Regions from separate parts of the Neogale vison genome. Here region 1 is linked to region 2. The links are chromatin contacts, called in public Hi-C maps. All regions are on one chromosome and are shown on one strand. The core of a region is the stretch at or near the end of the contact, and the rest is flanking DNA. Distances in the headings are between cores, read along the strand shown.

Region 1 (4,461 bases), core at 1,656-4,155, 520 kb after region 2:
ATCACCCCTCCCTGCACCGATTCAATAGGCGTGGGAATGTCGGACCGGAGAGGCACAACTCCCCCCTCAGGAGGGGTGCTGACAGTCTCTGAGCCAAGCCCTACACCCCCACTGCCTTTAGCAGGACCCCCAAGGAAGAGTCACGAGAGGCAGTGGTGCCTGGGCTGGAGGGGAGGGGACAGAAACAATGGAAATCCCTAGGCAGCTTCTCGCAGGTGCTCAGAGTTGGCTTGATGCTCCTCTCAGCCCCTCTTCAGAGCTGCTCGGAGCTCACCCCCAGGAGCCTGCCGGGAGCGAGACCCTCATTGGCAGCTAAACTTCAGCTGTACAAGACAATCCCCTCGGACCGGCTTCCCCGAGGGCTGAACAGGTGCAGCCCCTCTAGTGTGCGGGACCTGGGGGAGCTCAGGAGTAGGGAGGCCTCCTCCAGGCACCACCGCTTCCAGTCCATCCGTGGTAGCTCCTGCTGCCCGCTCGGGCTCTTCCACATGTCAGGCTTCTGCAGAAACTTCCCTGCAAAGATCGCCACCCGGTACGTATATGTTGCTCCACCGTCTAGTGGCTGGGGGGTAAACAGCGCCGGCATTTTCCCATGAGTTGCGAACCTTCAGAACTCCGGCGGCCAAGTCTGCACACCGCCGGCACACGCTGGCCCCCCTCGACCACGGCTGCTCCTTTCCCGAACACCCCGACCCTCCCAGGTGGATCCCTGCCTCAGGCCAGCAGATCGGAGGCCTGTTTTCAGTCAGCACACTGGCGGGGTGGGACTGCCCAGAAGACCCTCCAAACATCTCTCCAAGGCCCAGGGCCATGGGGGAGGGGCCCAGCATTGAGAGAATGCAGAAGCCTCCATACTGGCCTTGCAGAGTCAGAGGGGAAGGAATGTTCTCTCAACATGGAGCCTTCCCGAAACTGTGACCTGGCATCTTAGCATGTTAGTACATGTGTGGGAAGGCAAGTCTGGAGCCTGGGACCGAGATAAAAGCAGTGGACACCCCATTTTCAGGCTAACAGGCCAAGGAGATGAAGGGAGGGAGGGCAGCTCAGACAGCAGGAGGTGGGCAGACGTTGCCAGTGGGCCTATAATAGAGGCCTCCAGAATATTCCAAATGCTGTGATGCAAAGGGCCCAGGAAGCAGCGCCACACGGCTCTCCAATCTAGAAGTATCGGTAGCATTTGTGGGAGCTGGGTGGTCTCCTAGACTGTGAAGCGCAAATTCCCCCAGGATGGGTGTACTTTCAAGAGTCTGTGGGCCAGTTTCCTGGAGGACAAAGGGGTGCTGACAAGCAGGAGGAAAGAAAGGAGCAAGGAGAGGAGTGTGGCCATAGTTCATCTCCTTTACAATTAGGCCCTGGGTGGCCCAGACAGCAAATGGTGAAGCAGTCTTTTTAAAAAATAAGGAAAGGACACAAAAATAGTAAGAGACTTGCCCTTAGACTTGACTCTCACAAAAACCCTAGAAGCTAGCGCAGCTTTGTTTGAAAGACCTGGGTGGTGGTTAAACAGGTGGGCGAAGAGGATCTCGGGCAGCTGTGGAGAGGTGATGGAAGACACCGGACCAAACGGCTGCCGGCGGCCCCGGCTTCCGAGCTGTGGGCCTGGGAGTCCTTCCCTGCACTGGGATGGGAGGCCGGGAGGTGGTGGAGGGTGTACCCAGGAAGGCGGAGGGCCGCCAGGCTGACTGCACCCCCACAGTCTCATTCCTGGGCTCAGCACGCTGCAGGGAAAGCGTTTGGATCGTTAATAGAAAAGAAAGGTAGAGAATATTGAGTTTCTGATTAGGCCTGCTGCCTGCTGCTCATCAGATCAGCTCTGAGTCCTCATGGGCCACAGTTCGTTGTTATGACTGGTGAATAAATGATTATTATCTACATAATATCCCAGGCAAAAGCGGCCTAGGCTGCCAAGGCTCCGGTGCCATCCCTTAGGGGTGGGGAAGGGCTGGGCCCGGGCAGCTGTTCTGTGCTCCGTGGCAGCTCCGGGACCTCCCAGTAAAGCTAGACCTGAGAACGCAGTCAGGGCAGACACCCAGGGCCTTGGGGCCAAGCTGGTGGGCTGAGCTCAGGTAGGGGCAGGAAGAGAGATGGGGGTGGCCCGTGTGGCCTGTAACTGGCACCAAGCCCGCTCCAAGCCATCCTGGCTCTGCACACGCTCCCCACACGCATGAAGGAGGCTGCAGGCTCCCAGCCCCTTCTGGAAGGAAGGAACAGAAACCCCATCTGAATGACCTCTCTCTCCAGCAGACCCCAGGTCCTGCTGCGTGCAGGGGTGCAGAGGCAGGGCCTCACCTGAGTTGAGCTGGAGGGTCGAGGGGCTGCTTTAGTGTTTGGTGAGCACCTTCCTAAACGCGAGACTGTCACAGCATTTTCTTGTCCCACTCTCCCTCTGGGCACCGTCTCCAGACCCAAGAGCCATGGAAGCTGCAGGCCCCCTGCTGGGGCCACATAACGCAGGCACGGCTCGGCAGTCACATTTAATTTTCCTAAGCTGTCACATCTCCGCCTCTGGATGGCACGGCTCCCTGGAGAGGGGATCTCAGCCTCGCCTGCATGGTCCCCGCTTCTGTGTACCAAATGGCTCCAGCGCTTCAGGTCTGCAGCAGGCTATCAAGTAGTGCGGGTGGACTGCCAGCCTGCAGGGCCAGCCCTCCTGGAGGCGTCACTCTCCATCCTCTAGAGACCCTTCCAGCTTCAGGATGACCATCCTCAACCCGGTACGAAGACCAGAGCCGGGTCGGAACTTCCGATGGCCAGCGTGAGCCCCGTGGCCTTTGGCACCCGCTCAGATGCCGGCTCTAAGAAAAAGCAGGGCTTCCTGGTCCCCGTGGGCCCCTCCCGCCTGCAGTTTCCTTTCCTCTGGTTTTGTAATCTCTGCTCATTGCCAGGCACTTTCCATTGTAAGTGACTTCATCGTGGACTTAAGTCTCCGTCAGTCCGGCGAGTGGGGACCGAGCCAAATGGTGTTCTGATCAACTCATCCTCTAGTGTGTTCTGGCCTCGCTCAGCAGCACAAACACGCACCTCTGCGTACAGCTGGCTCCCCAGATGGGCCTGAGGCCCCCTCTGCCGGCAGCCGGCCTCCATGGCACCCGGCAAGAGGCCCTGCCTCAGGCGGCCAGCCAGGCCATCTGCACTATAGAAGCAAACTCAGAAAGTCGACAGGCATTTTCCTTAGCACGGTGAGATGACTGATAACCCGCTCTCCTCACTTGACTTAACTAAACTTCTGTGCTTGGGGATCACATCCACGGTTTAGATGCGTGGCCCTTCGTGGCATGTGGCACAACCTCCCACAAGCTCAGGAGAGCTTTATAGGGTTGGGTCTGTGCGCTGTTGGCTTCTTCACTCCGAGATCTCGCTGAGATCCCACGTTGGGCAAAGAACCCTGCTCATGGCAACAGTTAGTATTTCTGCATAAATGTGTGAACCACTCTATGAATGACTCAGTGGGTGGCTTGTTGCTATGTGGGAGAAAGGTCTGGTCACTAAAATAGCAAGAAATGAAAAAGGCCTGTTCTAGAGCTCACGAGGCCAGTCACCAGGTGCTCTCAGAAGCTGCCCAACCTGGTACCCCGCCCCAAGGCTAAGGACCCATTAGCCCATCTGAGCTCTGTCAATAGTCCCCCAGAATTCATAAGCTGGAAGTTCTCAGAACATCTTCCTGAACACACATCATGTTGAAATCCTCACAGGTAGATGGAGGTACAGGCAGATAAGCATCAGGTCAGGCCACATAGAATAAAAATAGACTAATGACCCAATGGGTGTTTTTTGTTTTTTTTTTTCGTTGCCTCTTGGGGCGGATTTCCTGAGGAGTAGGAGTGTGAAGCATTTGCCCCTTGCCTCAGGAAATCCTGACTCCCCAGATGGTGGTTAGAGCAAACACCTCTGTCACCTCCGCCTCAGAACCAGGAAGAGGCCTAAGTAAAGACTTTTCATTTGGCTTTGGAAGGTCAGGGGACAAGGACAATGGCTCCTGTGATAACTGGCCAGTCTTAAGGGAGAAGTCATTTGTCACAGCTTCTGAGCACAGTGAGGCCCAGAACATGGCCTGGGTCCATGTAGGGCAGGCAGGTGGCCCACAGCCCACGTAGTCCTCACTGAAGTTTGAATACACAGCACCTCTCTCTCTGAGGCAGCTTTTGTGGTCCGCTCTGACAGGCTGGAGTTCTGTCAGAACCGCTGGTGGAAGCCAGGGAAGGCCTCTCCTCCAGGTCACAGGGGTCCTTTAGTCCCATCCCGAATAGATGTCCACACCTGAGCCTGTGGGCACACTCTAACCCCCACGCTTGGGACCAGGGACCACCCTGCCAAGACCTGTTTCAGCATTAGCTCCAAACTCTTTGCTGGCTCCCTGAGGCCTGGCTCCATTCCCCTGCCCCCGCCTCTCCCCACAGTAGGTCCCTCTGTCCTCCTGGTACCCCATGGGCCCCCCAACTCCAGCCTTTGCCTTTCATTCTC
Region 2 (4,462 bases), core at 678-3,177:
GGGGTGGGGCGGGGGCAGCGCGAGAGAGTTTTTACTTAAACACGCATTTCCTCATTTTCTGGAAGAAACAGCGTTCCCATTATAGGTGCATTTATTTCCCTACAGTTAAAAACTCGTTTCAAAAATAACGTAGGAACCAAAATGAGCCCCTCGGTCCGAAATGTACGTGTAATTCCTTATATAGACTCGGCTGCAGCCAGCGGCAGGGCCGTTGCCGCCCATTATTATACAAACAGGTACCCGGCCGGCGCGGGCGGGGGACCTCGCCCCGCGCTACCGCCGCCCCCGGGCGGAGAAGTCTCGCCCCTCTCGCCACAGGAACTGTCCAGACAATAACAATCAGCAGACATTTCGCTGCTGAACAAGAGGGAGAGAAAGCACAGAATCGCCCCCAAGATAAGCAGAAATACAATCAACTTACAACGTCTCTCCAAACTGGAAAAGGCGACTGTGCAACAACAACCACATGTTCGGGTCTCGCTCTCTCTTGCTGTCTCTTTTTCTTATTTATTTATTTATTTATTTATTTTTAACTCTCATGCCAGGCAGAGGGGTGTGTATTGCCCCGGCACTTCAGCACAAATCAATAAACACTGCAGCTGCAGCGACAGCAGCAGACCCGTGCGTCCGTCGGTCCGTCTGCCCCCTCCCCCACCCTCCTTCCACCCGAGACCAAGAGCGCCATCCAAGCTCCATTATCCGGCTTCAGCGCTCCGTGCGTCCGGCCCAGGTAACAACTTCCCCAAAAACCGAAAGAGAAAAATGAGAAGCGTACGCACAGAACCCCATCCCAACGCGGAGAAGGAGTCTCCCCCGGGGAGGGGGGATCTGTCTGTGGTGCTTCCCTGTCTCTAAGACCAGGTAACAACTCCACAAACACACCCGCTGCCCAGCTCGCCGCCATCCACAGATCTCCCACAGCAGCAAGTAGGTGCCCGCTCCTGCCCCATCTCCTCTGCCGCCCCACCAGCTCCCCACCGAATGTGGACCTCACTCGCGGGGCTCGCCTCGGCGTCCCCAGCCGGGAGCCCGCGGTATAGTGGCCCGAGGCGCGGGGGAGGAGGGGCGCTTAGGGACCCGCGCCTCCGCTCCGCTAATCCCCATTCCGCGAGCGCGCCTCGCCGGCCGGTCACAACTTTACCGCCGCGGGCCGAGCCCGGTCCGCCAGCGGCGCGCACCGCCGGCGCCCGCGCACACGCGCGCACGGACGACACGCAGCCCGCGGCCGCCGCGTCCCGCCGCCGCCGCCGCCGCCCGCCGAGCGCCCGCAGCCCAGCCCGGCTGGAGCCGCGGGGCCCGAGCGACGGCGCCGGCCGGGGCCGCGGCGCGCGGAAGCCACTTTGCACGGTCAGCGCCGGCCACAAGTTTGTTCCTCGGCTCCCGGGGGCCTCCGCGCTGAGGGAGAATAACGCGGAGGGGGCTGAGAGGAGGGGGAGAGGGGAGGCGCCGAGGGGCAAAAGAGTGGGGAAAAGTGCGAAAAGAAGCAACAGCCGCTCCACCCGGGACCAGAAAAGTGGCCGGCCGCGTCCCGGCCGCCCGCCCTGCGCCGGGGATGCGGCGGCTAACGGTCCAAGGAGGCGGCAGGGGCGGCAGGAGCCGCTAGGCGGAGAGAGACCAGGTAAGAGACATAACGGTTCAGGGAGAGCGAGCGGCCGCGGCGCGGCTCCGGCAGCGGCAGCAGCGGAGGGGGGCAGAGAGCACTACTTTCTACTTTCCCACTCCACTTTGCCCGTCTCTGCCCCGGCCGCCCCCAGCCCGGCTCGCCCCCCTCACCCCCGGGGGCGCCCCGGCTGCCCGGCTCCCCCTGACTCCGCTGCTCCCCGGTCCCCTCCGCCACTCACCGTTATTGCGCCGCGGGTTCGCCTGCTTTCTGCGCTTACACCTGGGGCCATCCGCCATGATCCTCTCGCTTGTGTCTAAATGCTCGAGTCACCTCCTCCCCCTCCCTCCCCCTTCCCCCCCACCCCTCCGCCTCCACCCCTCCCCCCTCCCCACCGCACCTGGTTTACGACACTCGCGGCTTTACGACATCACCTTCCTTACACCTAGAGCCGCTCGCTCTACGGCCGGAACCTCGTTGCTAGGGAGAGGACGGTTTGCGGCAACCGTAGAAGCAGCAGAGTTTGAATTGAGGGGAGAGGGAAAAGTTTCCCTCAGGTGTCGTGGGATGGGGGAGGGGGGCGTTGGGAAACTGTGGAGACGCGGTCTGAAGGGCGGCAGGCAGTTGGAGTGAGAAAGGTAAAGTAGGAGGCTCAGCAGCGTTGTGTTTCTTGAACTGGCCACACCCGCCGCGGCTGCCTGGGGCGCGGACGGGTCTGGCTGATCGCTCTCAGGACCCGGTGCTCTCAGAGGTGCCCCCTTGCAGTGACCGGAGCAACCTGTCCTCCGGCTTGGTCAAGGTTGGGCTCCGCTCCCACGCAGCGTGTGTTCTCTCAGCGCATCTTGGGGCGCGGGAGAGGGTCGTGCTCTGGGCTACCCGGGGAGTTCCCAAGCGTGGAGGGAGGGCAGGTTCGGGGAACCGTAGGGACTGATTTGGGAAGCTCGGCCTCTGACGGCGAGGACACGCGGCGTCACGGAGAGACTACCTGACCCCGCAGTTCTGACTCCCTTGCCTGACACGGACGCACGGTTTTCCCCCAAGCAAGCAGGGATGGGAAGTGGCTTCAATTAGATAAAACTTCAGCTGGACCGAAAGAGAGGCGAGAAGTTCCTCTTGCAGGCAACACCGGCGGTGAAGCAGAATGAGTAATACCCACACGGCCCCTGTCTCACTTCCTCATCCGCACCAGGCTCTCACCTGCTGTCACCTCGGCCTCCCCCGCCCCGCCGCCGAGCTGTGGGCCCTCCTCCCTGCTTTCCCCTTAGAGTAGACGGAGAGCGGAGGCGCTGAGACGTAGAGTTAAGGTACTAAGGGGCCATGATTTACTACCTAAATGGGCAGTTATCGCTGAATAGGACCTTAAGGCAAGAGACAAGGGCTGACAAATGTCTTTGAAATTGATAGATTGCCGATCTTATCTCAAGTCTCTCACTTTATACAAGTTTGGGGATTTCTGAAAGACCATATAGATAACACTACAAATAAGAAAGTCAGGTCTTCCGTATTGAGTAGGATTTAGCTTTCCCTCCCAGCCATCCCTCTGCCCCGTTCAGATGAGGCCATGTCTTTGGTACCAGCTTTATAGAATAAATGAGCTGTATTTCAAGTAATTTAGCTGTGAATTAACAATGTAAAAGTTACTGATGGAGGGAAGCCTGGGTGGCTCAGTTGTTAAGCGTCTACCTTCAGCTGGGGCCCTGATCTTAGTTAGGGTCCTGGGGTTGAGCCCCTCACAAGGCTCCGCGCTCAGCGGGAAGCCTGCTTGTGTTTCTTCCTCTCTCGCTGTGTCTCAGTCAAATATATAAATAAAAGATTTTTTAAAAGTTACTGATAGAGAAATTGAGAAAACTGAAATGTGACTTAGAGTATTAGAAATAAGTCACCCAGCACAGTGCTGTCACATTGTAGGTGCTCAATAAATTTGTAATTTTTGCCATGCCTATGGCAAGATTATTATATTAAAATCATCTTTTAAACACTCTAGAAGTTTAGAAGATCCATTAATAATCTCTTCAAACCTTTCAACTGAAATAAATTTACATCTGAAGTCTGGTAATTCAAAATTAGAAAGTTTAATCCTGAATATAGATGAAAATTTTCTCTCCCACATTTTCTTTGGCATTTAGAGAAGTGAATGCATTATTTATTAGTGCATGAAATGTGACTGTAAATATTCTTTGCTATACATTATGTCTATATATCTACTCATCCTCATGCCAAAACCAGAATCATTACTCTTAATGATCATTTTAAGAACAGGCAGTCCTCAATTTCCTTAATACCATGTTAACTGCATTTGTGTATGTCAGAACCAGAACCATGTCCATGTTTTGCTTGGTTCAAGCAGTAATTTTTTCCTACCTCCTAAAAGCTGTACAGTGTTCTTCAGTTGCCTTCTGAGTCCAGCAATTCCTCCCACAACACACAACTTTTTTTTTTATATAGCTACCCTAATTTCCAGTCAGAAAGGGAAAAAAAATACTTTCTAAGTAGAAAGTGTATAACACACATTCTATCTACTCTTAAACTTAGGCAGTATTGCTCCTGTCCTTTTCTCTTTCTGAAGTGCCTGTCCTATACCTCCCTACTAAGCTTCCTTTAATATTCATCCTCTCTTAAAATCAAAGAGACAAAGGGACAAGTAGGTAGTTACTGTCATCCTTGCTTCAATGGTTACTGGTTTAATTAGCTTGGGCTAGACTTTTTTTGTTTTTCATTTCTGTGCCCTCAGAACCTAGTGTAGTACCTAGTTACATAGTAGATGCTCAATAGGGAAATATTTCTTAAATTAATATTCTTGACCTTTCCTATATAAAGTGAGGATTGTTTATCTGCCTTCGTCACATTAGTTGCTAGGAACAG

Evidence for each region. Hi-C and Micro-C count contacts between places; a contact is called where the count stands out from the background.
Region 1: a contact with region 2 is called in a Hi-C map of fibroblasts, with 8 times the contacts expected there. The contact joins the enhancer-like site here to the promoter of ZEB1 in region 2. A contact is called at or near these places in 2 of 3 Hi-C or Micro-C datasets (fibroblasts and muscle).

Annotation. Positions count from the first base shown.
Region 1 is chr12:118,624,411-118,628,871 of ASM_NN_V1, forward strand. The region is part of intron 2 of LOC122891751 (a long non-coding RNA gene); the gene reads left to right. Among named protein-coding and RNA genes, the nearest start is that of SVIL, 160 kb to the right of the region's middle. Within about 2 kb of position 2,906, the one cell type or tissue checked has open chromatin away from gene starts, as enhancers often do. A contact at or near this core is called in fibroblasts, where this site is marked.
Region 2 is chr12:118,108,161-118,112,622 of ASM_NN_V1, forward strand. It overlaps ZEB1 (zinc finger E-box-binding homeobox 1), which reads right to left and starts at 1,928. Exons shown (of 9, transcript XM_044228912.1): 1 at 1,842-1,928. The coding sequence starts at 1,899.